Regions from separate parts of the Mus musculus genome. Here region 2 is linked to region 1. The links are chromatin contacts, called in public HiChIP or PLAC-seq maps. All regions are on one chromosome and are shown on one strand. Each heading gives the region's core, a stretch centred on a gene start, on an enhancer-like site or on the middle of the called end of the contact. The rest is flanking DNA. Distances are from core to core; before and after follow the strand shown.

Region 1 (7,009 bases), core at 3,158-5,657:
CTCTCCTCCCGTTGGCCAAAGGCATGTACTGTCACCCAGATATAGAGTTTCAAGAACATAGTTTGGGTTTTTGTTGTGGAGAAAAAACACTGTACATGGGAGGCTGCTCACTCGCAAGTGTTTAAAACACCCTCAGTCTCTCTGCCTTTCCAGAACTGAGGCGCTACTTCCTCATGTGCAAGGCGTCTTGGAACTTGGTGCTAGTGTACCGGGCGTGAAAGCCTTTCTTGTTGATGGTGTCGTCCGTGTGGAAGCGGATCATTAGCGAGTCTCCGGCGGAGTAGATTTCCTCTAATGGCTGAGGAAAAGAAAAGGGAAGGCTGGATTTTAGGTCAGTTGGTTATTGTTGGAATTCAAGGCGGGTGTGATGGTGCCTAAGGCTGGCCATAGCTACCACGAGATCACCAGATGCTCTGACAGGCATCCGAACAGGCTCCTTCTCCAAGGAAGACGCCCTGGGTCCTGCTTTTACAAAGCTGAGCCTAGACACATAGCACACACAGCCGCTAGCGTCTGTCAGGACACAGGTGGGCCAGGCACTGTGCTGACCACATCCAGGTCTCATGCAATGCAAACCTCACAAGCATGTAATGACATTTAATGAAGCAAGCTCCAGTTTTCACATCCCATTTAAGGCACCAGAATCACGCAGGGCAGCAGGACCCACTCGGGTCTTTCTGATTGTGAAGTCTGTTCCATGGATCTCTGGACTCTTAACATTGTGATGTGTCTGCCAGGAAACCCGGAAGGAAGACCAGCGATCAGGTCTACATTCTACTGTGGCCAGCAAGTGGGTGGAACTGCTACATTTGTCAGGTGGCTTCTGCCAGGTCATCTGCAAGGTGGGAGCCAGATGCCAAGGCCACTGCCAGATCCTAGGGATGCCAAATAGGGCTTCCCACTAATTATGCTCTCTAAGGGGCTCTCCTCAAAGGGAGAGCTCATTGGCTTGTTCTTTCTTTGGGGGAGGACAAAGACAGATGGAAGGATAACCTTTCAAAGACACGAATTCTGGGCTGGGTGTCTGTTTTGCACTAGGAGCAGTGGTGACTCCAAAGTGACCTGCATATGCTCAGACAATAGCAACGGAGCATGTGTGACAATGGTTGAAGCCCGGGGTGGATAGTGGGGTGTGGCAGGAGAGGAGCCAGGACATTAGTCTCACTGGTCCCTAGGTGCCCAATGAGCACAGGCTATATGTTCAGCCTGAGCCATATATCTCAGTATCTGGGGATACAGACAACCCAGGAAGTGGGCCATCAGAGGACAATAATGACCTTGGTATTGTGATTATACCAAGAATGGTTTGTAATCTTCAAAGATTTTGTTTAGAATAAGAATTGTAAATAAGCCTTTAATGCCAGTACTTGGGAGGGAGAAGCAGGTGGATCTCTGTGAGTGTTAAGTCCAGCCTGGTCTACAGAGTGAGTTCCAGGACAACCAGGGCTACACAGAGAAACCCTGTCTTGAAAAACAACAGCAACAAAAAAAGAATTGTGAATATAGGGAATATATACAGATATATTGAATTCATAAAGCCCAAATAAAAATTAAGGGGAATACTCTCTTGAAAAACAGGGACAAAAGCAAAAGAATGAAGTCTCTGTACTGGCTAGTTTTGTGTCAACTTGACACAGCTGGAGTTATCACAGAGAAAGGAGCTTCAGTTGAAGAAATGCCTCCATGAGATCCAACTGTAAGGCATTTTCTCAATTAGTGATCAAGGGGGAAAGGCCCCTTGTGGGTGGTGCCATCTCTGGGTTGGTAGTCTTGGTTCTATAAGAGAGCAGAATGAGGCAAGCCAGGGGAAGCAAGCCAGTAAAGAATATCCCTCCATGGCCTCTGCATCAGCTCCTGCTTCCTGACCTGCTTGAGTTCCAGTCCTGACTTCCTTTGGTGATGAACAGCAATGTGGAAGTGTAAGCTGAATAAACCCTTTCCTCCCCAAGTGCTTCTTGGTCATGATGTTTGTGCAGGAATAGAAACCCTGACTAAGACAGTCCCCTTCGCTGATAATGTCCTTTGTGTGACTGGAAGACACCTGCCTGCCTCCCGACCTGTCTCTGGGGATTCCTCTTTCCTCTCTGCCCCAGGCAAACAGGCCCCTGGTGGTGGCTCACAGTGGTGGGACTAGCTAGGAATCCAGCTCAAGTATGATTCTTCATGCATCCAGAGGTGGCCTGAACATCCCGCAGACTCACCCCTGAGCCACAGAAGCGGCCGAGCCTGGGTGCCGAGCTGTCGTACCCATCATAAGCCTCCATGAAGTCGTAGCCACAGTCAGCTTCCTCCTCAACTTCAAAGGTCCGGAATATCAGCTCCACGCCATAACCGTCTTCTGCCACTATCACCCAGTCACAGCGGGCCTGGCTCGGGTAGTTGTTGTCCCCAAACTGGGCATGGGAATAGAGCTCTTTGGTCTGTACTTCAGCCTTCAGCCTGCCCCCACACTCTGCAGCAGACAGAGAACAAAGGCTCACCCTCTGCCCTGGCACCCAGAGTCTGGACATCAGCCCACTATGTCCCATCAGTATCCCTACAGTCTGTTGTGTGCCTTGCAGGAGGGGATAGGCAACCTCACCATCTTACTGTATGAGGAGCAAGTGGACGCCAGTGGAGAACAGGGCAGGGTTCCCTGGAATATCCAAACTGGCCCTTACATCCCCAAGAATGCTGCTGAGGAAGACTAGCTGCTGCCCTCTCTCCCCCCTCCAATCAAGAAAAGGAGCCAAGGAGTCGGTTGCCTGACTGTGTGCAGGGATATGGCTGTTCTGACTACTCCAAGCCTTGGAAGAACTGGAAATAGAAGGGCTTGCACTAGCTCCAGGGTATACTGTAATTTGTGACTTCTGCCAGCAGAGGGCGATAAAAGCATATCAGAACTGCAACTGAGCCCAGCAACAGGGAAACCTCTATCTCTACTGAAAGGGATTACACTGTGAGGTTGGGAGTGGGGTGAGGCAGGGAAGTAGGATGGGGTGAGGGGAGGAGTCTGGGGGGTTGGACCCAGTGCTATTCTTGGTGTGGATTGTGGGCAATTTTGGTTCTTAACATCCCATCTAGAGTTGGTCACCAGGGTGGGTCTGGCCCTGTCCAACTCGAGTCCTTATTTTTGTCTTTACTTCATGTCTGACTTGACTCATGAGACATACAATAAGCACAAGAGGCAAGATGACTCCTTCCCTACCTGCTGTACCACCACCAGCACCCCTCCAACCTCCCACCCCTCCACTCCAGCACCCCTCCACCCTTCCACCCTTCCACCCTTCCACCCCAGAACCCAGTGACCTGTCACGTTGTAACTGAATTCAACCATTGGCAACACTCAGATCAGAGGGAAGTTAGGCAATTTGCACCCAATACCCCCAGCCCTTTCTTCCATTTGTCCTCTGGGTTAGGGTGACTATAGCCTTGTGGTTCTCAAACCGTGTCCTGTCCCTTTGGGGTGTCCCCACACTCTGCATGCCTTGCTGTAAACAGTCCCTTTATTAAATTCTGCAGCTATGTCCCAAGATTGCCCCAACTCCCCAGAGCACCTGCGTTTGTCTTTCTTTGCTCTGTGTGCATGCATGCATGTGTAGCGTGTGCTTGCAGTGTCTGTGGAGGCTAGAAGAGGGTATTGGCTTCCCTGAAACTGGAGTTATAGACAATTGTAAGCTGCCAGGCAGGTGCTGGGAATCGAACCCAGGTCCTCTGCAAGAGCAGCCAGCGCTCTTAAGCACTGCGCCATCTTTCTGACCCAGAGTGCCCATGTACTGCTCTGTCTGAAGGGACAAGAAGGTGAAGTCCGTCCTCAGTGGCCTTAAACTCCTGTGGAGGAAACATAGACCCTTAAGAGGCTAGCGAGGGTCTCATGAAGTGTGGGGTGTCTGGCCCGGCAGGGAAATATAGACTGATTAGACATGGGGACTGCCATTTTGTAAGCTCTGAGCCCTGTTTTCTGGCTCTGATTTAAGGGAGTGGGATGGAGTTAGGGGTAGGGGGGTAATTAAAGAGAGCCGCGGTGAGAAAGGGGGCTGTTAAAAAAGAATGGCAGTGTCCCACAATCACGACTTCCTGCTCAGCACCACAGACAAAAGCCTCAGGCTCTTGGGCAGCCTCTGGCTGTGCCACAATCAAATGCCAGGATCACAGGGGCTACATTCTCCACAGGGCTAAGGCTGAAGTGCCAGAGCAGAGTCTTCTACCCCATTGGCCTTCTTATATTGAACAGTGTAGACAAGTTAGAAGCACACACATTTTCTTCCAAAGGACCTGGCAGAGCTACTTTTGGCGTGCCAGGGGGGAAAAATGACAAGAAAAAGCAACCTTTTCCAGAAGTGGCCCTTCGAGAATAAAATGGCTGCTCACTTTAGTTTTCAGACCTTTGCACTTCACAGGCCAGCAAAATGACACAGTTTAAAAGGGAGAAGCGGGGAGGGGGGGGGTAAGAGGAAGTTGGGGTGGGGGAGGGGAGGGGAGCCGACGATGGCCACTCAACACCAACAAAGCATTGCCCACATCCAGTTTTGTCAAGTAAAAATATCAAAGGAGAGCAGCCCTTCAGCCTGCGGCGGCTGAAGAACGCTCCTTTTAACCGGGATGTTTGAGCGTGCGGCTCCCTTGCCCTTCCTGAGCCTGCGAGGTGCTCAGCCTGAAGCCACCAGCCCCGCACCTGTGCTGTGCACAGCCTGGAAGCCTTTCCGCTGCACTGAGGCGTCCGAGTAAAACCTGAGGAATAGGCTGCTGCCTGTCGCCACCACGGGATCCGGCTTCTTGCTGCCGCAGAAGCGGCCAAGGATGGGGGCCAAGCTGTCTGTCCCATCGTACAGTTCCAGGTGGTCATAGGCACATTCCTGGTGCTGCTCAATCTCGAACTCACTGAATGTCTGGGGAGGGGAGAGCAGGAAGTGAGGCAAGGATCTGGCACTGAGAAGGGAGGGGAGAGGGAGGGGAAGGACATTCAGAGCCTGGAGGGGTCTGTCTACCAGCTTCCTAGGGGCGTCCACCATTGCCGTGATGGTCCGACATCCAGTCCCAGAGCCAGCTGCCTGGATTTACTTTTTCCTACCCTTCCTCTAATGCTAGGAGCCAGCTAGTACTGAGCACTCACCCAAGGTGGCAGCTGTGCTACAGGCATTACAAATGTCCCCTCATCCAGTCCTTGCAACCCTGTCCCGGGCACAACCCCTGAAGAAGACATCAGCTGGCATGGCCAGCGTCCTCCCTGGCAGAGAAGGTATGTAACCCAGGACCTGTGGCTTCAGAGATGTTGCTGTTAGCCTGTGCCCACTGCGGTACACTTGAAATCCCAGGGGCTTTGAGCAGGGCTGTTCTGCTATCAAAGTGGCTGGCATGCGTTGGGAGTTTTTTTCCCATCCCAGTAAACGGTGAAAGTTTTCTCACTTAAGTTCTAATGAGGTTATGAAAATCCATTAGTATCCCCAGTGAGCAGAAGGAGAAACCGAGTCACAAAGACGCTAATTGGCTTGCGTAAGTCTGTTCAGCTGGAGTAAGAATTGAACATGACCCAGAGCTGACTTTCTCCAGGTCACACTGCTAACCATAACCAGATTCCGTTGCCTCCTTTCTTCCCGTCCTTCCATCAGAGACTGTCCCCGGTTGTCGGCCCGGGGAACTGAACAGTTACCAGCCATATACAGCTTGTTGGGTGCTGGGTAGATGCCTGACTGGCTGACAGCTTGCCTGTGATGTCCTGGTGAGCAGGGGGGTGTTAGGTGAAGGGTGGATGGGGATGGGATGGGAAGGGGGACGCTGGTTGTGTGCAGGGCATCATTCTATAGGAACAAAGGGCAGGCAGAGTTCCGTCTGCATGCTCACCAACGATTTTCAAGGGAAGTATCTTTTTTTTTTTAAATAATTCTTGTATGCAAGCATCTCAGATGGAGGCTTCCCACCTGGCAGTTTTGAGGTTCCACCCCCAAGGAAGACTGTTCATGTCTGTCAGGAAAGGGCATTGCCAAGCAACAGAGCATCTTTCCAGCAGATGGCAGTCTAGAGCAAAGCTGGCCTTGCAAAAGCACTCTAAATACCCTCGTCCAGATTCTACACTGTTCTAAGGGACCCAGGGCAGAAGAAAGCCGTTTCTACCTTGGCAGCACGCATCACAGGAGGAGCCCAAGGGGCATGCCCCATGGCTTGGGGTCCATTCTGGACCATGATGCCTTGGGAGCCCGTCAATTTATCCTCACACAGCAGGAAACACCCTGACAGTATCATCTACGTTATCTCTTATCACTGTTTTCCTCTGTTCCCTTCCCTCCTCCCTGTGTTTTCAGTCTGTCATTCATAAGGTCCATCTTGCTCATCTCAACAGTCTGAGATGTGTGTCTGATGTGTCTCTGTGTGTGTCTTTCTGTGTATGTGTCTATGAGTGTGCATCTGTGTGTGTGTGTGTATGCATGTGTCTGTGAGCAGGCATGTGTGTCTGTGTGTCTGTGTGTGTCTGCAATTGTTCCTGTGAATGTGAGTGTGCATGTTTGTCTCTGTGTGTGAGTGTTCCTGTGTATGTTTGTGTGTATATATGTCTGTGGGTATGCTTCTGTGTGTGTGTGTGTCTGTGTGTTGGTGTGTATGTTTGTGAGCGTTCCTATGTATGTGTGTGTGTATATGTTTCTGGGAGTGCACGTGTGCATCTGTGTGTCTATGAGTATTCCTGTGTATGTGAGTATGCCCCTGCATATGTGTGTGTGTGTGTGTGTGTGTGTGTGTGTATGAGGTGTTTTGTTTTGTTGTTTTTTGTAAATAATGACATGTGCTGTGTGAGACCACACATCAGATATGTGGGTGAGATTTTACATGATTTGCAAGGCAATTGTTTGTTTGTTTGTTTGTTTGTTTGTTTTTAACTGAAGGAGGAATTAGTGTGCTGGTCCTATTGTTAACTGATAAAAATGTAAATTGCAGAGGAGCATGAGTAATTGTATTTATTCTACGCGACTGATTTGAGTAAGAATTTAAAAAGCTATGTGCTTTCCCTTGTGAGGGAAACTTCTGAAAAGATTCACAA
Region 2 (7,009 bases), core at 1,594-4,093, 310 kb after region 1:
GGAGGCAGAGGAAGGCAGACTTCTAAGTTCGAGGCCAGCCTGGTCTACAGATGAGTCCCAGGACATCCAGGGCTATACAGAAAAACCCTGTCTCAAAAAAAAAAAAAATGTTATCCATCGAGTTATCCAAGAGTTGCCTTGGTCATGGTGTCTGTTCACAGCAGTAAAACCCTAACCAAGACACACACACACACACACACACACACACACTATGATATAGACACTGGCAAATTGTTCTTTCTTAAGAAAATAACCTCCCACCATGCTCATGCAAGGAATCCACCCTTCTAAAGACAGTAGGCCACCAACAAAGAGATGAAAACAGAAGCATTTGTTGGAAGAAAAGCAGTTTGGTGGGAGAGGAAAGGGAGATAAGAGAGGATAACGGGCAGGGAATACCAAAGCACAGCGCTGATTTATGTGCGTGGATGTATACAATTGTGAAATATGGGGCGATGAGAACACTCAGTGGTGAAGCACTTACCTCATAAGCCCGTTGACCTGAGTTCTATCCCTGGAACCTGTGTAAAGGTGGAAGGGGAGAGAACCGACCCTGCGGAGTTGCCTTCTGACCTCCATATGTGCTTTGTGGCAGGAGCATGCCTACACCCATCGTACACGTGTGGAATGATAATAAAGAATGTTTAAAAAAAGAAAGTATGAAATAAAAGTAGGTTTTTCTTTAGCCATTATGATAGCAACAAGATTGTTCTGAATCTACTGTATGGTGACTATTGTGGAGTGCCCACCAGAGAAGACCGATCCAACATGGGTTTAAGCCAACGGAAAGTCTTTATTAGCCAACCAGTGACTTCACTGGGTGTTCAGATTCCCAATGTATCCCTGAGCCTTTCTCAGGGTGAGCTTTTAAACACAAAAACCATGTCCTGGGTTGGCATACTTCAGTTAGCAAGAACAGTTAGCCAGAAATGGAACTACAGAAGCCAATAAACAGCGCTAGTACATTTAGTCTTTCCCAGAACTTTGGACTTTGATGGATTAGGTCTTTGTTTTTGTTTTGAATGGGGTTCTATCTCTGTGCTGAGTTCTACAGCCTGAATGGTACTTTTCATCACAGAGTCAGTTATGATAAGGGTCTGGGGGGCCTACTAAGATCTGGGGGCCTAACTATCACTAAGCACTTAGGTTTTTTTTTTTATTATATTTGAGTGTGTGTGTGTGTGTGTGCGTGTGTGCATATGGGCCACAGTACCAGAGTGGAGGTTAAATTTACTTGAGGTATATATCTCAATATTTTCCACAGGTTTGTATGGCATATAATTCCCACCATCCTCAAGACACAGAACATATTCATTCATCCTCATGTGCCTTCTTAAAGGTTTGCTTTTATTACTTTTATTTACGTGTGTGTGTGTGTGTGTGTGTGTGTGTGTGTGTGTGTGTGTGTGTGTGAGCATATGTCACATGAGTGTAGGTACCCAAGAGGCCAGACAAGCCACCCAACCTGAGTGCTAGGAACCAAATTCATATCCTTCAGAAGAATAGCAAGTGCTCTTACGTACTGGGCCATCTCTCCAGCCCCTTCACATGTCCTTCTTAAAGCCCATTCCTCTCTATCTGTGTCCAAAGGTAGCTATGAACCTCTTTGCCATTGAGATGAAATTGATTTTCTAGTTTTGTGTTAAGGGAACCACGTAGTGCATGCTGTTGTGTCTGCCCTCCACTCATCCATGGTGTGTGTGTGTGTGTGTGTGTGTGTGTGTGTGTGTGTGTGTGTGTGTGTCATTGGTTTGTGCCTTCTATTGTGCATTAGAATTGTTAGAGTATACCACAATTTTTTCAAGTGGGGGTACACATGTACAAATATCTGTGAGTTCAAAGCCAGCCTGGTCTACAAAGCAAGTGCCAGGACAGCCAGGACTGTTACACTGAGAAACTCTGTCTCAAAAACAAACAGAGAGTATACTATAATTTTTAATCTGATAAACATTTGGCTCATTTGCACTTGAATAAAACTACTATAACCATTCAAGTATGATTCATTGCTTAAACATGAGTCTTAACTTATCCAGGCTAAATGTGTGTATTTAGATAGCAAATAAAAAATGTTTCCCTCCCCCTCCCCCTCCCTCTCTCATTTGTTTGCTTTGGTTTTGAGGCAGGGTTTCTCTGTGTAGCCCTGGCTGTCCTGAAACTCTCTTTGTACACCAGCCTGGCCTACAGACTCACAGAGATCCACCTGCCTCTGCCTTCCGAGTGCTGGGACTAAAGGCATGCCACAACCCTGCCAGATCTGGTTTTTTTAGAGACTACTGGATGCCTAAAGCTGATGAAGCAGGAAGTGAGGGAGGGATCAAGGAAGTTAGTATCAAAGTTACCCTGCAGAGTGTCTCTGGATATGCAGTGCTTCTACGTGTTTTAGACCATGGAATATCATCTCCAGATTCTCACTCCAGACTGTCTCCAGAAAATGCCGAATAAGGAAAAACCCTAAGCCAGTGGTTCTCAACCTTCCTAATGCTGTGACCCTTTAATAGAGTTCTTCATGTTGTAGTGACCCCAGCCATACATTTTTTTCATTGTTGCTTCATAACTGTAATTTTGCTACTGTTACAAATTGTAATGTAAATATCTGTGTTTTCCAATGGTCTTAGGTGACCCTTATGAAAGGCCAGGTTGACCCCCAAAGGGGTCGCTACCCACAGGTTGAGAACCACCACGCTAAAATATCCCCGGAAGAGGAAGTGGACGAGAAGTGATCAGCTGAGAGAATCCTTACTTTGTCTTCGATGTTTGCCAGAAAAGGGGACCTTAAGGCTTAATCCCTTCCTCCCTGAAGCCTTTACCACACATCCCAGATGAAGAGGAAGTTCTGTCAAAAGGGGAAGGACTACTAGCGGTGATAACCCACACGAAACCAGATTAAAAGTAACAACAGGACATTGTAGCCAGTTGACTGCACTGGAACTTCCAGATGGCAGGCACAGCCCAGGGCAGCTGTGGGGTCTGCTGGGCTAAATCATTCCAATCCACTCTCTGGTGGACCCAGCATGTGCTGCCTGACCGCTTTAGAATGACTCGTGGCCCAGCAGCAGGACTCTCCAGAGTCCTCAGGACACATGAGAAAGAGCATCTCTCTGTTAAAAAAAAAAAAAAAAGGAAAGGAAAGGAAAGGAAAGGAAAGGAAAGGAAAGGAAAGGAAAGGAAAGGAAAGGAAAGGAAAGGAAAGGAAAGGAAAAAGCCAAGCATATGGTCGAGGAGTAGAAAACATCCCTCTCAAAGCTCAAAGGGTCTCTTGAGTGTGCGATCTCGTTAGATCAAAGGGGAATGGACCAGAAGGAACAAAAGAGAAGACTTTACTGAAAGGTCTCTTTGAGAAATGCAACCACCGGGCGCAGAGGCAGGCGGATTTCTGAGTTCGAGGCCAGCGTGGTCTACAGAGTGAGTTCCAGGATAGCCAAGGCTATACAGAGAAACCCTGTCTTGAAAAAACAAACAAACAAAACAAAACAAAAACGAGAAATGCAACCAAAATAAAGGGAATGTAATTAACCCGACCTTCCTTTGCTGAAGGGATGAGCAACAAGAGAGCGCAGCCAAACAGCAGGAGCTGATGCAGTCACTAAAGACAATGCCAGAGACCATCATCCATTCAGCTGAGATAGTATGTGACAATCATTCATTCAACACACAGAACAGAAACAATGGACTGGACAGTGGGCTCAACCGCATCCCACTCCTCCATCCCTGAGAATAAGAAGGATAGTTTCCTACCTCACAGAGATGTGACAATATTTCATTGATTCTACATCCTCTTTTGCAGAAAAAAAATATTGATGTATATACTTTAAATAAATTGATTTCATGTATGTAAATGTCTCCAAAAGTTGATTTAAAATAGAATATGTTGGCAGGCGGTGGTGGCACATGCCTTTAATTCCAGCACTCAGGAGGCAGAAACTGGAGGATCTCTAAGTTTGAGGACAACCTTGTCTATAGTGCAACTTCCAGGACAGCCAGGTCTATATAGAGAAACCCTGTCTCAAAGAAAACAAAATGAAAATAGAATATTAAAAACAAACGAACAAACAAAAAAGAAAGAATATCAAAGAAAAAGTACATAAAGAAAAATACATGAAGCCAGGGTTGTAAAATGTTGCCACTTTTTATAAATGTTTTCAGTCATTTCAACTTACTCCCATTTATATTAAAACTATGTGACAAGATAGAGAGACAGCTCAGTGGTTAAAGGCACTGGCTGGCTGCTCCTCCAGTGGACCTGGATTCTATTCCTAACATACACCTAACAGTTCACAATCTTCTGTAACTTAATACCCAGGAGATCTGATGCTCTGTTCTGGTCTCTGTGGACATCAAGCACAAATGTGGTTCACAGATAGCCATGGAGATAAAACACCCAGTGCACATAAAATAAATTAATTACTTTAAAAAAATAAATAAAATAAAATAGGGATAGGAGTGGGGCTGGAGAGATGGCTCAGCAGTTAAGAGCAATGACTATTCTTCCAAAGGTCCTGAGTTCAAATCCCAGCAACCACATGGTGGCTCACAACCATCCGTAATGAGATCTGACACCCTCTTCAGGTGCATCTGAAGACAGCTACAGTGTACTTAGAGATAATAATAATATAAAATCTTTTAAAAAAAAACACTGGCTGATGCTCTTCCATAGGACCTGGGTTCAATTCCTAGTACCCACATGGCAGCTCACAACTGTCTGTAACTCCAGTTACAAGGGACCCAACACCCTCACACAGACATACGTGCAATCAAATTACCAGTAAATATAAAATAAAAATAAATTATAGAAAAAACCTATGTAAAACAAACAAACAAAAACTATGTAATAGTAATGTAGTGTGGCACATTTTAAATTCTAGCCATCAGGAGACAGAGGCAGGAGGATCTCTGCGAGTTGGAGGGCAACTTGGTCTACATAGGGAATTCCAGGTCAGCCAGGGCTACACAGTAAGACTTTTCCTCAAACTACACAGACAAGGTGCACACTCCTTTAATCCCAGCATTCAGGAGACAGAGGCAGGTGGATCTCTGTGAGTTTGAAGCCAGCCTGCTCTGCATAGTGAGTTCCAAAGCAGCCAAAATGACACAGTGAGACCCTGCCTTTAAAAAAAAATTGTATAAAGCAACTATATGATAAATATTAGAAAGGCTATTGCATAAAATGTTCCATTAATAAAGAAGTGTAACCCCAAGCTTATTTCAGTAGATGTTATGAAGGTAATGATGGATATAAAGATTTACATGCTGGAAACTAAGGAGTGAGCAAAAACTGCAGTTAACAGAGAGTATCTTGTACAGTGGTGAAGTAAACATGCCCATTACAAGTGGCTGATAGCCCGGGTCCCTCTGAGACCAGTCTGTGCAGGTCAGCTCTCGGACTGCAGAGAGTGAGTGAGCAGACTAGTCCCTGAGGGATCCGGCACCCAAGATGGCTCCCCAACCTGCTCTGGCAGAGCCCTTCCAGGCAGATACCTCTGTGCACCTTCCCTGCAAGAGGAGAGTTTGCCTGCAGAGAGTACTCTGACCACTGAGACTCAGGAAAGAGTTGGACTCCCAGGACTGCTGACAGAGGCTAACAGAATCACAGGAGGAACAAGCTCCAGCCAGAGACAACTATAACAACTAACGCCAGAGATTACCAGATGGCAAAAGGCAAATGTAAGAATCTTACCAACAGAAACCAAGACCGCTCACCATCATCAGAACCCAGCAATCCCACCTCAGCCAGTCCTGAATACCCCAACACACCCGAAAAGCAAGATTCGAATGTAAAACCATATCTCATGATGCTGGTAGAGGACTTTAAGAAGGGCATTAATAACTCACTTAAAGAAATACAGGAGAACACTGCTAAACAGGTAGAAGTCCTTAAAGAGGAAACACAAAAGTCCCTTAAAGAATTACAGGAAAACACAACCAAACAGGTGATGGAATTGAACAAAACCATCCAAGACCTAAAAAGGGAAGTAGAAACAATAAAGAAAACCCAAAGTGAGACAACACGGAGATAGAAACCCTAGGAAAGAAATAAGGAACCATAGATGTGAGCATCAGCAACAGAATACAAGAGATGGAAGAGAGAATCTCAGATGCAGAAGATTCCATAGAGAACATGGGCAAGGCTGGGCATGTTGGCACACGCCTTTAATCCCAGCACTTGAGAGGCAGAGGCAGGTGGATTTCTGAGTTCGAGGCCAGCCTGGTCTACAGAGTGAGTTCCAGGACAGCCAGGGCTATACAGAGAAACCCTGTCAAAAAAAAAAAAAAAAAAAAAGGAGAACATGGGCACAATGGGCACAGCAATCAACGAAAATGCAAAATGCAAGAAGATCCTAACTCAAAACATCCAGGAAATCCAGGACACAATGAAAAGACCAAACCTACAGATAATAGAAGTAGATGAGAATTTTCAACTTAAAGGACCAGCAAATATCTTCAACAAAATTATAGAAGAAAGCTTCCCAAACCTAAAGAAAGAGATGCCCATGAACATACAAGAAGCCTACCGTACTCCAAATAGACTGGATCAGAAAAGAAATTCCTCTCGACACATAATAATCAGAACAACAAATGCACTAAATAAAGATAGAATAGTAAAAGCAGTAAGGGGAAAAAATCAAGTAACATATAAAGGCAGACATATTAGAATTACACCAGACTTCTCACCAGAGACTATGAAAGCCAGAAGATCCTGGACAGATGTTATACAGACCCTAAGAGAACACAAATGCCAGCCCAGGCTACTATACCCAGCAAAACTCTCAATTACCATAGAAGGAGAAACCAAAGTATTCCATGATAAAACCAAATTCACACAATATTTTTCTATGAATCCAGCCCTTCAAAGGTTAATAAAGGGAAAACACCAACACAAGGATGGAAACTACACCCTAGAAAAAACAAGAAAGTGATCCTTTAACAAACTTAAAAGAAGACAGCCGTAAGAACAGAATCCCAACTTTAACTACAAAAATAACAGGAAGCAACTATTTTTTTTTTTTTGGTT

What was found. HiChIP or PLAC-seq counts read pairs in DNA pulled down with a chosen protein or histone mark.
Region 2: a contact with region 1 is called in an H3K27ac HiChIP or PLAC-seq map of microglia, with 6 times the contacts expected there. The contact joins two enhancer-like sites. A contact is called at or near these places in 2 of 39 promoter capture datasets (embryonic stem cells and hippocampal neurons) and 1 of 115 datasets of contacts at active chromatin or transcription factors (microglia).

The regions. Positions count from the first base shown.
Region 1 is chr19:41,084,019-41,091,027 of GRCm38.p6, forward strand. It overlaps Tll2 (tolloid-like 2), which reads right to left. Exons shown (of 21, transcript NM_011904.4): 19 at 4,655-4,868; 20 at 2,202-2,452; 21 at 1-298. The coding sequence ends at 164. Among named protein-coding and RNA genes, the nearest start is that of Opalin, 10 kb to the left of the region's middle. Within about 2 kb of position 4,408, at least 12 of the 459 cell types and tissues checked have an H3K27ac peak or open chromatin away from gene starts, as enhancers often do. A contact at or near this core is called in microglia, where this site is marked.
Region 2 is chr19:41,399,933-41,406,941 of GRCm38.p6, forward strand. No RefSeq gene overlaps it. Among named protein-coding and RNA genes, the nearest start is that of Pik3ap1, 18 kb to the left of the region's middle. Within about 2 kb of position 2,844, at least 70 of the 459 cell types and tissues checked have an H3K27ac peak or open chromatin away from gene starts, as enhancers often do. A contact at or near this core is called in microglia, where this site is marked.